Linked DNA regions of Nomascus leucogenys: region 1 is linked to region 2. A link is a contact called in public Hi-C data. All regions are on one chromosome and are shown on one strand. The core of a region is the stretch at or near the end of the contact, and the rest is flanking DNA. Distances in the headings are between cores, read along the strand shown.

What was found. A called contact is a pair of places that touch in the nucleus more often than the background predicts.
Region 1: a contact with region 2 is called in a Hi-C map of a lymphoblastoid cell line, with 4 times the contacts expected there. The contact joins the promoter of ARL4C here to the enhancer-like site in region 2. A contact is called at or near these places in 2 of 4 Hi-C or Micro-C datasets (both in a lymphoblastoid cell line).

Annotation. Positions count from the first base shown.
Region 1 is chr22a:134,951,117-134,955,579 of Asia_NLE_v1, forward strand. It overlaps ARL4C (ADP-ribosylation factor-like protein 4C), which reads right to left and starts at 3,037. Exons shown (of 2, transcript XR_004027865.1): 1 at 1,507-3,037.
Region 2 is chr22a:134,453,157-134,457,797 of Asia_NLE_v1, forward strand. All of the region lies in intron 21 of TRPM8 (transient receptor potential cation channel subfamily M member 8), which reads left to right. Among named protein-coding and RNA genes, the nearest start is that of SPP2, 52 kb to the right of the region's middle. Within about 2 kb of position 1,600, the one cell type or tissue checked has an H3K27ac peak away from gene starts, as active enhancers do. A contact at or near this core is called in a lymphoblastoid cell line, where this site is marked.

The sequences.
Region 1 (4,463 bases), core at 1,787-4,286, 500 kb after region 2:
TTTCAAGCAGGAAGCCAGAACTTCTGCCTCTGGTTCTTAAATTAACATTCGGTGTGTAATGGACAATAGGCATGGACTCATAATTTGATCGTGTCCCATTTCTACAGGCCTCCTTTGTAAAGAAATGTGTAACAATGGGGGGACAGTCATAATTCTACCTGAAAACATGGATTGTAAGAGGAAATAAAAAAATCAAACAGTATGTTTTAAGTTTCCATTTTGATACTGTGTTTCAGGGTAAATGACAGCTTCTGCAAACCAAGACTCAGTCCTGATTATAAAGGATTTTTAAAATTACATTATTAAAAATATCTATTTATTCTTCTTTCACTTTATCTATTTTCCAAAGCCTCTTTCAAGTAAACTGTGAAGTGCCTGAGTACCAGTGACCATGACGTCACACTTTCTTTTATCTCAAGCACTCATTGTTGTTTGCATTTGCCCAAAGTGCTGGCTGGCTCCGAAGGCCAGTTCCCACAAGAATGAATTCGGAAAGACTTCATCCTTGTGTTTTTCCTTCTCTTTTAATTCCATGCAACGAGGTCAGCTTTTGCAACAAGGTGGGGTTTTATTTTTTTGGTGCATGACATCAAATACTCTAACGAGACATTTTTAATGAAATACTTAAACCAGATAGGCCACAATGAACCAAATTAGAAATCTGAACATGTCGCCACTTGCAGCATAAAGGAATATAAAAGGGCAGAGCAAAGTCTTTTTTCCTAAGGTGAATATTTCTAAGGTAAGTATTCATTTGTAAAAGTTTTTTTTTTTTCCAACATGTCTGAAAACCCATCATCACGCGGTTAGTATTACAAGAGACATCCCTTGGTTAAAAAAAAAAAAATCATCTTGCAATTCAGCACACACCTGCAGCTGGTGTGCTCATCCAAACCAATCAGTAGGCTAAGAGAATTTAAAATTCCACACATATGAGTCTAGGTATTAATGCCGATTACACAGTACAGAGGGAGGTCCCTATATTCACACACACACACCCCATCCAGCATTTACACCAAAAGCCTTACCCTTTAAACACCTTTAACTATCCTGCAAACAGTAAATGCATCATTGGCCACCACCTCCAATAGTTCGTCTTTTTTTTTTTTTTTTTAATTTTATTGGTCTCTTTGAGTGATAATGACCTACACATGGACAGGGTCCAAACCATCTGGAAGATGTCTGATTCCAGGCTGAAAAGCAGTTCTCAACAAAACTGGTCTCCTGCAGCCACCACAAAGCACCAGGAAAAGGGCATCTCCGCGGCCATCCCCAGCCAGGCAGCACAGCGCTCCGTGCCCACTGCACCGTCCCAGGCAGTCCTCTGATGACCCAAACCACCAGCTCCTCTGGACCCAGAGCAGGACAAATGAAATTTCAACAGGGGCCTGCCCTGTGACCGAAAATTACTCAGCTTCACAGCCCCTGAATGCAAGGAGAAGTGGTCCCCCCAGAACCAACATGCCCCCCCAGGTGGGTGCGCCCAGGGTTCTGGGAAATGCATACCTCAGGTAATTCACAGGTGCGATCCCCCAGTGGGGGCGGGGCAGCCTGAACTTCTGGCCCTGCAGTAGTAGGAAGAAATCGCCTTTGTCTTTCGGACAACTGAGCCTTCCACCTGGGGCTGGGAGGGCGGAGAGCAGGACCGGCTCTTCCACTCCCCACCGCGGCCCCCCGACCTGGTCAGTAGCTCTGGCGTTCAGACAAAAGGTCCCCTGAGCTGGGGGTGGGGGGCAGGTCGAGAGCAGGCCGGTAAATCAGCCTTCGCAGCTCCTTAAGTCACCAGTCCTGCATCTGGGTGCAGAGATTCCGTTTTAAAAATTCGAAGCATCGCTTTGGTTCGCTGTCTTTGTTCGCGGGCGCGGGTTCTCGCTCATCCATCCATCCATCCATCCATTCATTCTTTCTTGACGCACTCGCTCGCTCCCCGGTCGCTCCGGGCACATTACCGCTTCTTCTTCTGCTTGAGGGACTTCCTGCGTTTCAGGATCATCTCATAGAGCTTGTCCATGCCCTCGGTGAGGCCCTCGCCGATGATGGCGCACGCCGGCTGGACGTGGTAGGTGGTGGCCGGGATAAGCTCGTGCAGCGCCAGCTGCTTCTCGATCTCGGCCACCGGCAGCGACTTGGGCAGGTCCTGCTTGTTGGCGATGACCAGCAGCGGCGTGCCCTGGTTCTCGGCGAACTTGGTCACCTTGTGCAGCTCCGTCTTGGCCTCCTCCAGCCGGTCCACGTCCACCGAGTCCACCACGTAGATGATACCGTCCGTGCAGCGGCTGTAGGACTTCCACAGCGGCCGCAGCTTCTCCTGGCCGCCCACGTCCCAGAAGTGGCAGCTGATGCCCTTGGCCGTGCCGTTACTCAGCTTGATCTTCTCGGTGTTGAAGCCGATGGTGGGCACCGTGTTCACGAACTCGTTGAACTTGAGCCGGTAGAGCACCGTGGTCTTGCCGGCCGAGTCCAAGCCCAACATGACGATATGCAGGGACTGGAAGGCCGAGATGTTGGAGGAGATGTTGCCCATGGCTCCTGGCTGCGGCGCCGGCCACTGCGGCTGCGGCGGGAGGGCGCCGCCCCCCGAGCAGTCACGGGCCCGACGCGGCCGGGCGCACCTGGGCCCCGCCCGCCGCCGCCCGCACCGGCCCCGGGGCTCGGCGTCCTCCCCGGGCGCAAGGCTCGGCGCGCTCAGACGCCGCAGCCCCCGCGCCCTCGCCGGCCGGGCTCGCGATCGGCGGGCATCGCGTCTCTACGCGCGGCTTTGTCTCCCGCGAAGCCGCCTCGGATGTTCGGCGCAGGAGGCTCGCGCCCGGCGCCCTCCCCAGGCCTGGGCTCGCTCTGTCGCTTCCTCGGGCCGCGCCCCCGCGCTCCGGCAGCTGCCGGGGCTCTCCGCTCTCCCGGCGCCCGGCGCTCGCCTCTGGCCTGGGACGGCGCCGCTCCTGCGCCTGCTCCTGCTCCCGGGGCGCGGGTTTCCCCGGGAGTCGCTGTCCGCGCGGCCGCCTCACAGTCCCCGCAGTCCCCGCGCCGCCGCAGCAGCCGCCAGCCTGCAGCGGCCGGAGGGAGCCCGGACCCGCCCCCTCGCGCCCCGCCCCAGACCCGCCCCCGCCCCGCCCCGGGCCCCGCCCCGCTCGCCGCCGGGGGTCAGGCGCGGTCCTCCCCGCCCAGCCGGCCGTTTTCGCGCGCTTCGCTGCGTCCCCGCCGCCCCCCCGGCCCCTCCCGCGCCGCGCCGCGCCGCGCAGACACAATGGGCGCAGAGCCGGCTCTTCCTCCCCAGCGGCTGACGCGTTTGCAAAAATAGCTCTCGGCTCCCGGAACCCCCGCCCGGGCCCGAGCCCGCGCCCTGCCCGGCCGGGCCGCAGCCGTGGGCGACGCAGCTTGCCTGACGGAGTGGGTCCCGGGGTCCCAGCTCTGTGGGCGCGAGGCGGGGCAGGGCGGGCCCCAGGGTGACTGGGAGAGCGCCGCGCTGGGGAGTGAGGGCGGCGAGGTTGGGGCCTCCAAACCCCGGAAGGGACGGGACGGGGCTGGCCTCGGTGAGCTGCCAGCCTGCGCTCTGGAGCCAACGGGGCGCGTGCGCTCCCACCCTCGCGCCGCGGCCGTCGCTTGCCCCGGCCCCCAGTGACGCCCAAGCTCGCCTCCTGCCTGGGTTCCAGGGGGCTGCACCCGGCCAGCGCCGCCCTCCGGAGCCCAGGCCTGTGCCCAGGGCACCCTGGAGGCCCAGCCTTCTTGCCCGTTGGCGGCGGTTGGGGCAGGGTCGGACCTAGGCCGCGATGGGGGATTCGAAGACCTACCTGCCCCAAGTAACTCGGGACAGCTCACCCTCCCAGACACTCGCGTGGGCTGCCTCATTTCGTCCCCATCGACTCTGCTGACATCCCAGGGGAAGCGTCAGCATTTCGGGAGAGCACCACTTGCCACCCGACTTTGGGAACTGAGAACCACCTGCCAGCAGGTGAACTACTCCGCAGAAATGGCAACACCAGCCCCGGGGGCTGAAAGAAAATGTGTCTACAGCTTGGAGCTGGTGGCACAGTGGGTTACAAACACTGATATTCCACGGGTTCCACCTCCTGTCACCCCAATTCAATGGTTTTATTCTGGTTTGTAAACACGTAACAAATGTATATCCTCTCTGGGTGCGGAGAAAACTGAGTATATTATGGCAAACACAGATCTGGGGAGAGCTGCTCTGCAGGAGACAGTAGGCCGCAGCATGGGCGGCCGCATCTTCCCAGCTCTAGCTTATGAGACAGAACCGATGGAAACGGGGTTAAGAGGGAAGAAAATGAAAATGCTAATCATTTATGAATAAAAGCTAGAATTTTAGAGAAATACTTTATCACCTTCCGTTCACAAACCACGAAAAGACATATGATATCGTTGGTACCAAAGCATGTGAGAAGACCTCACCTGTAGAAGGAAAGACAAGCTACCACCACTGCTAACCTTGGAATTCCCGGGCGGCAGCC
Region 2 (4,641 bases), core at 350-2,849:
AGAAGCACCAATGGTGAGTAACAAATCAACAAGAGAATCATCACGTAAAAGTTTAACATCTGCTCTGTGCCAGGTGCCTGGGCCATGAAGATTATGTGGCTGCTAGTTCCACATGGCCCTAAGGAGGGAAGGTGAAACTCTCCTTCACCACCTAGCTGGTGGCAGGGAGGGACTTGCGGATCCAGAAAACTGTCTGACTCACAGGCAGCCAGCCGATGTCCAAATGGTGTCCAAACGTCAGAGGGGCCAACATCTGAGCTGCAGAGAGAAGCAGCAGGTTATGGGTGATTATGTCTCCACAAGAGAGGGAGAAAGAGCAGACCAATCCCAAAACCTGAAGCAAAGGTGAGGGCGAAGTGGGATGGCTTCAGGCTTTTCCTTACAGTAATAAGATGTCATAGCTACACCGGATAGTCCTGTAAGAACTTACCACTAACTATATTTACAGACATTAAACAAAAAGACTAACAGCTGCTAAAGCCATGGCCTTTGAATTATGCTGACTTGGTAAACCTCAGCGAGGCACATGGTAAAATATTTAGAGCTTTCTTGAATCTATGCACGTGAGCTGTCTGAAGGAGCCATTCATGAGAACCGTGGCACTTTTGTAATCCATTACCTGTATTTTGATAATGAAATGATTGAATTTGGAGCTGAGCAAGATGGGAGCCTCGTCTGTCACTTTCAGGTGAAGGAGATGAAGTCCCAGCAGCTCAGCAGTCTGTGGTCCTGGCCGCGCGTTATCTGGTTTAACTCAGGTCTCTTCCCCACGAGGCCAGAGCCACTGCATGACATCCTACTCTTGCCCCAGTCAGTGCTTAAGTGTGACAACTTGCGACATCCCTGTCCTTGGGGAGCCTCCTCGATTAGCTCCGGCTTAAACCAGAGGCGTTTTCCTGGCTAATACCTGTCTGGGAACGCCAGAACAGCGAGAGACGCCGTGTTGTTATCCTTAGGTTAAATCCTTGGAACACTGTTTCTGATCATTGTTAAAGTTGTTCAGGGCTTACTCTGTGAGCAGATGGCCCCAGGCTGTGACCCTTCCCTGGCACCACATCAAAATACTCATTTAAAAGCTTAACCATACACAATGGCAACCTTATTAACTGCAATGCAAATGTACCCTTGGGAATTCTGAAGGAGTATTGGAGTGCTCTCTAGATGGTATTCAACAGAGAAAGGAAATGGACGTGAACCTCTGTGATTATTCTACATTAAAATTATCGATCACAGGACCTGTGTGGCTTATCAGAGGCAGGAAGTGAATTTAAAGTCAGTAAATGACTCCAGGTCGACTTACCAGGAGCTAGGGCATTTATAAGCATTGTGTCCTGAAGATAAGTTCACCCCATGCAGTTCTGAAAAGGACTCGTCAAACATGTCCTGCTGTAGAATAATTTCTAAAAATGTTCTTCAGATCTTAGGAGTAATATAAACATGCAGAAAAGTAGAAGGAAGAAAATAATGACCTGATACAAACTAAACGTTTGAGTGCTGCGTGGACAGTCTAAGGGAGGTTATTGAACTGGGGTGAAAAGAATAGAAAGAAGAGCGCAGATAATTGCAATAGTAACAATAGCTAATATTTATTGAAGCTTTCCCATGCTGGGCACAGGTTCAAGTGCTTTACAGGGGTCACCTTATTTAATTATTACTCATTTCTGTGTAGGTGTGTAGCTGGTGGGCTAGTTCAGGTTCTTGACTTCGGGACAGAAAAGAATTTGAAAGTGAGTCAAAAGCAAAAGCAAGCAAGTTGATTGCAAAGCCAAAGTACACTAGCAGCTGGTCAGAACAGGCCGCTCAGAGGCAAGACAGCTCTGTCTATTACTGGGGGATCTCCCTTTATGGGAAATTTGCATGATTATTCATGAAGGGGTGGGAAGGGGTATTGCTATTAAGCACGTTAGGAGTGGTTTCTTAGGCCCACATGTGCACTGGCTGTACATGCTAGTACATCCGTCGCATGTCTTATAAGCATTTTAAATCTCCACCCGGGGGTGTGCTTTTTACTATTATAATGAGCACAGGTCAGCCCAAGGACACTAATCACGGGTTTCTGTGCTTGTACAAATGTGGGGATTTTTCTCTTCTGCTCCCGCCTTTTTGCTGTAGGATGTTCTAACCACGAGCTCAGGATGTGGTCTGTGCACTGTTAGGCGGTTTGTTCTCTTCATCAATTTGACAAGTTTCTTGTTTCCTGTCAGGGGAGGCTCTGACCACCTCATCTAACCTGCCTCAGGTGCAGTCTTGTTGCCATTTTACACATAAGGAGTGGGAGGCAGAGAAAGGTTAAGTCCCTGCTGTTAAGGGAAGAGATGACATGAAAACATATGAATATAATATATATATAATAGAATGTAATACAAACAGCATGGAGAGGCTATTTGCAGAGGAGGGAGTTATTAATTGTGAGATTGTTGCCTGGGGGAGCCTAGGATCTGCAGCAGCAGCTAGATGGAGGTGATGTTTGCTTGAAAGATCATGTACCCAGAGCCCCGAGTGTTGGTAGGAGAGGTAGAAGCAGGAGAGATAATGTTAGTCTGGGGAGGAATCAGCAGCCGGGGAGGGTGGAAATGTAGGCAGGGGCTAGGTTATGGAGAGTCTTTTATGGTATATTAAAGAATTTGGACTTTTTCCTGAAGTTGAAGAGAAATGTCCTGGGTCTTCGTGCAAGTATATGGCACAGTCTTAGTTGGTTACTCTGTTAGCAATATACTTACCTGAATGATTAGCAATATACTAACCTGAATGATCAGTTCCAAAATCAGTGCGATCCAATCACTGGTCATCTCTTACTGCTGGCTGTTGTTGGCTTTGTACCTGCTTTTTTGGTGTTGCATAATGAGAGGGGAACCAGGATGTGTTACACAGTTTAACATACACACCAGCTCATCAGAGAGAGCAAAAAGTCAGTGTCACCACGGGCCATGGGGCAGTACTGGCTAGATACTGCCTGTGTGCTGGGGAAGGAGCGACAAAGGAAAACGCATGAAATTTACGCAAAGTTTGGAGGTGGTATCCACCTGATAGGGAGTTAGCTGACAAGTTTCTTGTATTTCAATGTATTTGAAAATTCTGCCATTGTTTTAGCATCTACTTTTTCTTTGTGAATTGTTTGCAGACTTGGCGTTCTGTTCTGTGGATCTGTCTTTGTATTTTGGTTTTTACTACCAAATGGCTTTGATTACTGAAGTTGTTTTTTTTTTTTTTTAGTCATTCTAACATCTGTTGTACAAGTTTCCCTCATTATTCTTATTCAAAACTTTTCTGGCATTTCTTGTATATTAATTGTACAGAGGATCCTAAGGCTTATCTTGTGAATTCTTTCTTCTTTCTCCTTCTCCCAAAAATTCTAGTGAATATTATTATGATGATGTTAGGTTTGTGGAATCATTTAAGGGAATTTGGCATCTTACTATTGAGAAGAAATGCTATGATTTTCATTTATTCAAACATATATAATTTCCCAGTAAAGTTTTATGGTCTTTTTCATATGGGTCTGGCAGATTCCTTGTTAATTTGTTTCCAGCCACTTATGGTGGGGGGAAAAAGTAAGGTACTTTTTCTATTATGTTTTTTCAGTGACTACTTTTTGGTACGTAGGAAGGTTATTAAAGTTTTCCTTATTTATTCTGGAACAAGTCTCCTTACTAAATTTCTTTTTTTTTCTTTTTATCATGTCATGGAAAATTCCTCCTCTTTTTTGTTTATTAAGCTCCTCTTTCTCTTCCTAATCAGAAAAGGATGTTATATGTTGCCAGAAGACTTTCTAGCAGCTATTGAAATGCTATTTTTCCTTTTGATCTAGTATTATGATGCATTGTACAAAAGATGAATGATATAAATGTTCTTAATATTTAGTCATCCTACTCTATGGTCGTGGTGTGTTATTCTTTTAAGGTACTTCTGGACTTCATTTATGTACAAAGCAATCTGAATTCTAAATGTCTGTTCCCTCTTGGTACCATTTCCACTCTCAGTGAGTTTCTGAACTGCTGTCCCTCTGCATGGCCTCTCCTTCTTCCTCCTCTCCTGTTCAGCTGAAGGTGCTCAGCTGGTTTCAGATGGACCTCAGCTGTCACTGCACGTCTCCAGCCAGCTGGGTGTTTGCCAGGGACAGGACACCAAGGGCACAAGATATCGCTGGAGATGCGTAAAGGGAAAATTGCAGAATTCTCTCAGGGACAACACCAGATGGCCACTGGTTGTCAAGGAGACTTTGAAAACCATCTCAGTTGGGGCGGGTGAGACCCTGGGCATGAGAGATGGTCTCTAAGCTGCTCTGATGCTTGCTTTACTGAGGGGGTGTCCATGTGCTGGCCCAGAAAATCCTTTTCTGCAGAGTTCAGTCTCCCCTTTACAGAATTTGAAAACAATGTCTACAGAATGTAAACATTGTTTTAGGAAAGCAGGTGGAAGCATCGCTCCTTCAGGAGCCCCCCTCTGGAGAACCCTCATGTCTATTTGGCTGAGTCCCGGACTGACTTGAGAGAAAAAGAACATTTTGGAAGCTGCTGCCATATGGGTCAAGTGTACCTTGGTGTATAAATAAATCTCAGCCTAGCCAGTCCTGAATATGCATTATTTATGCAAAACGGCTTTTGGGTATTAATGTCCAGTTATCAGCTGGTTCATTCACAC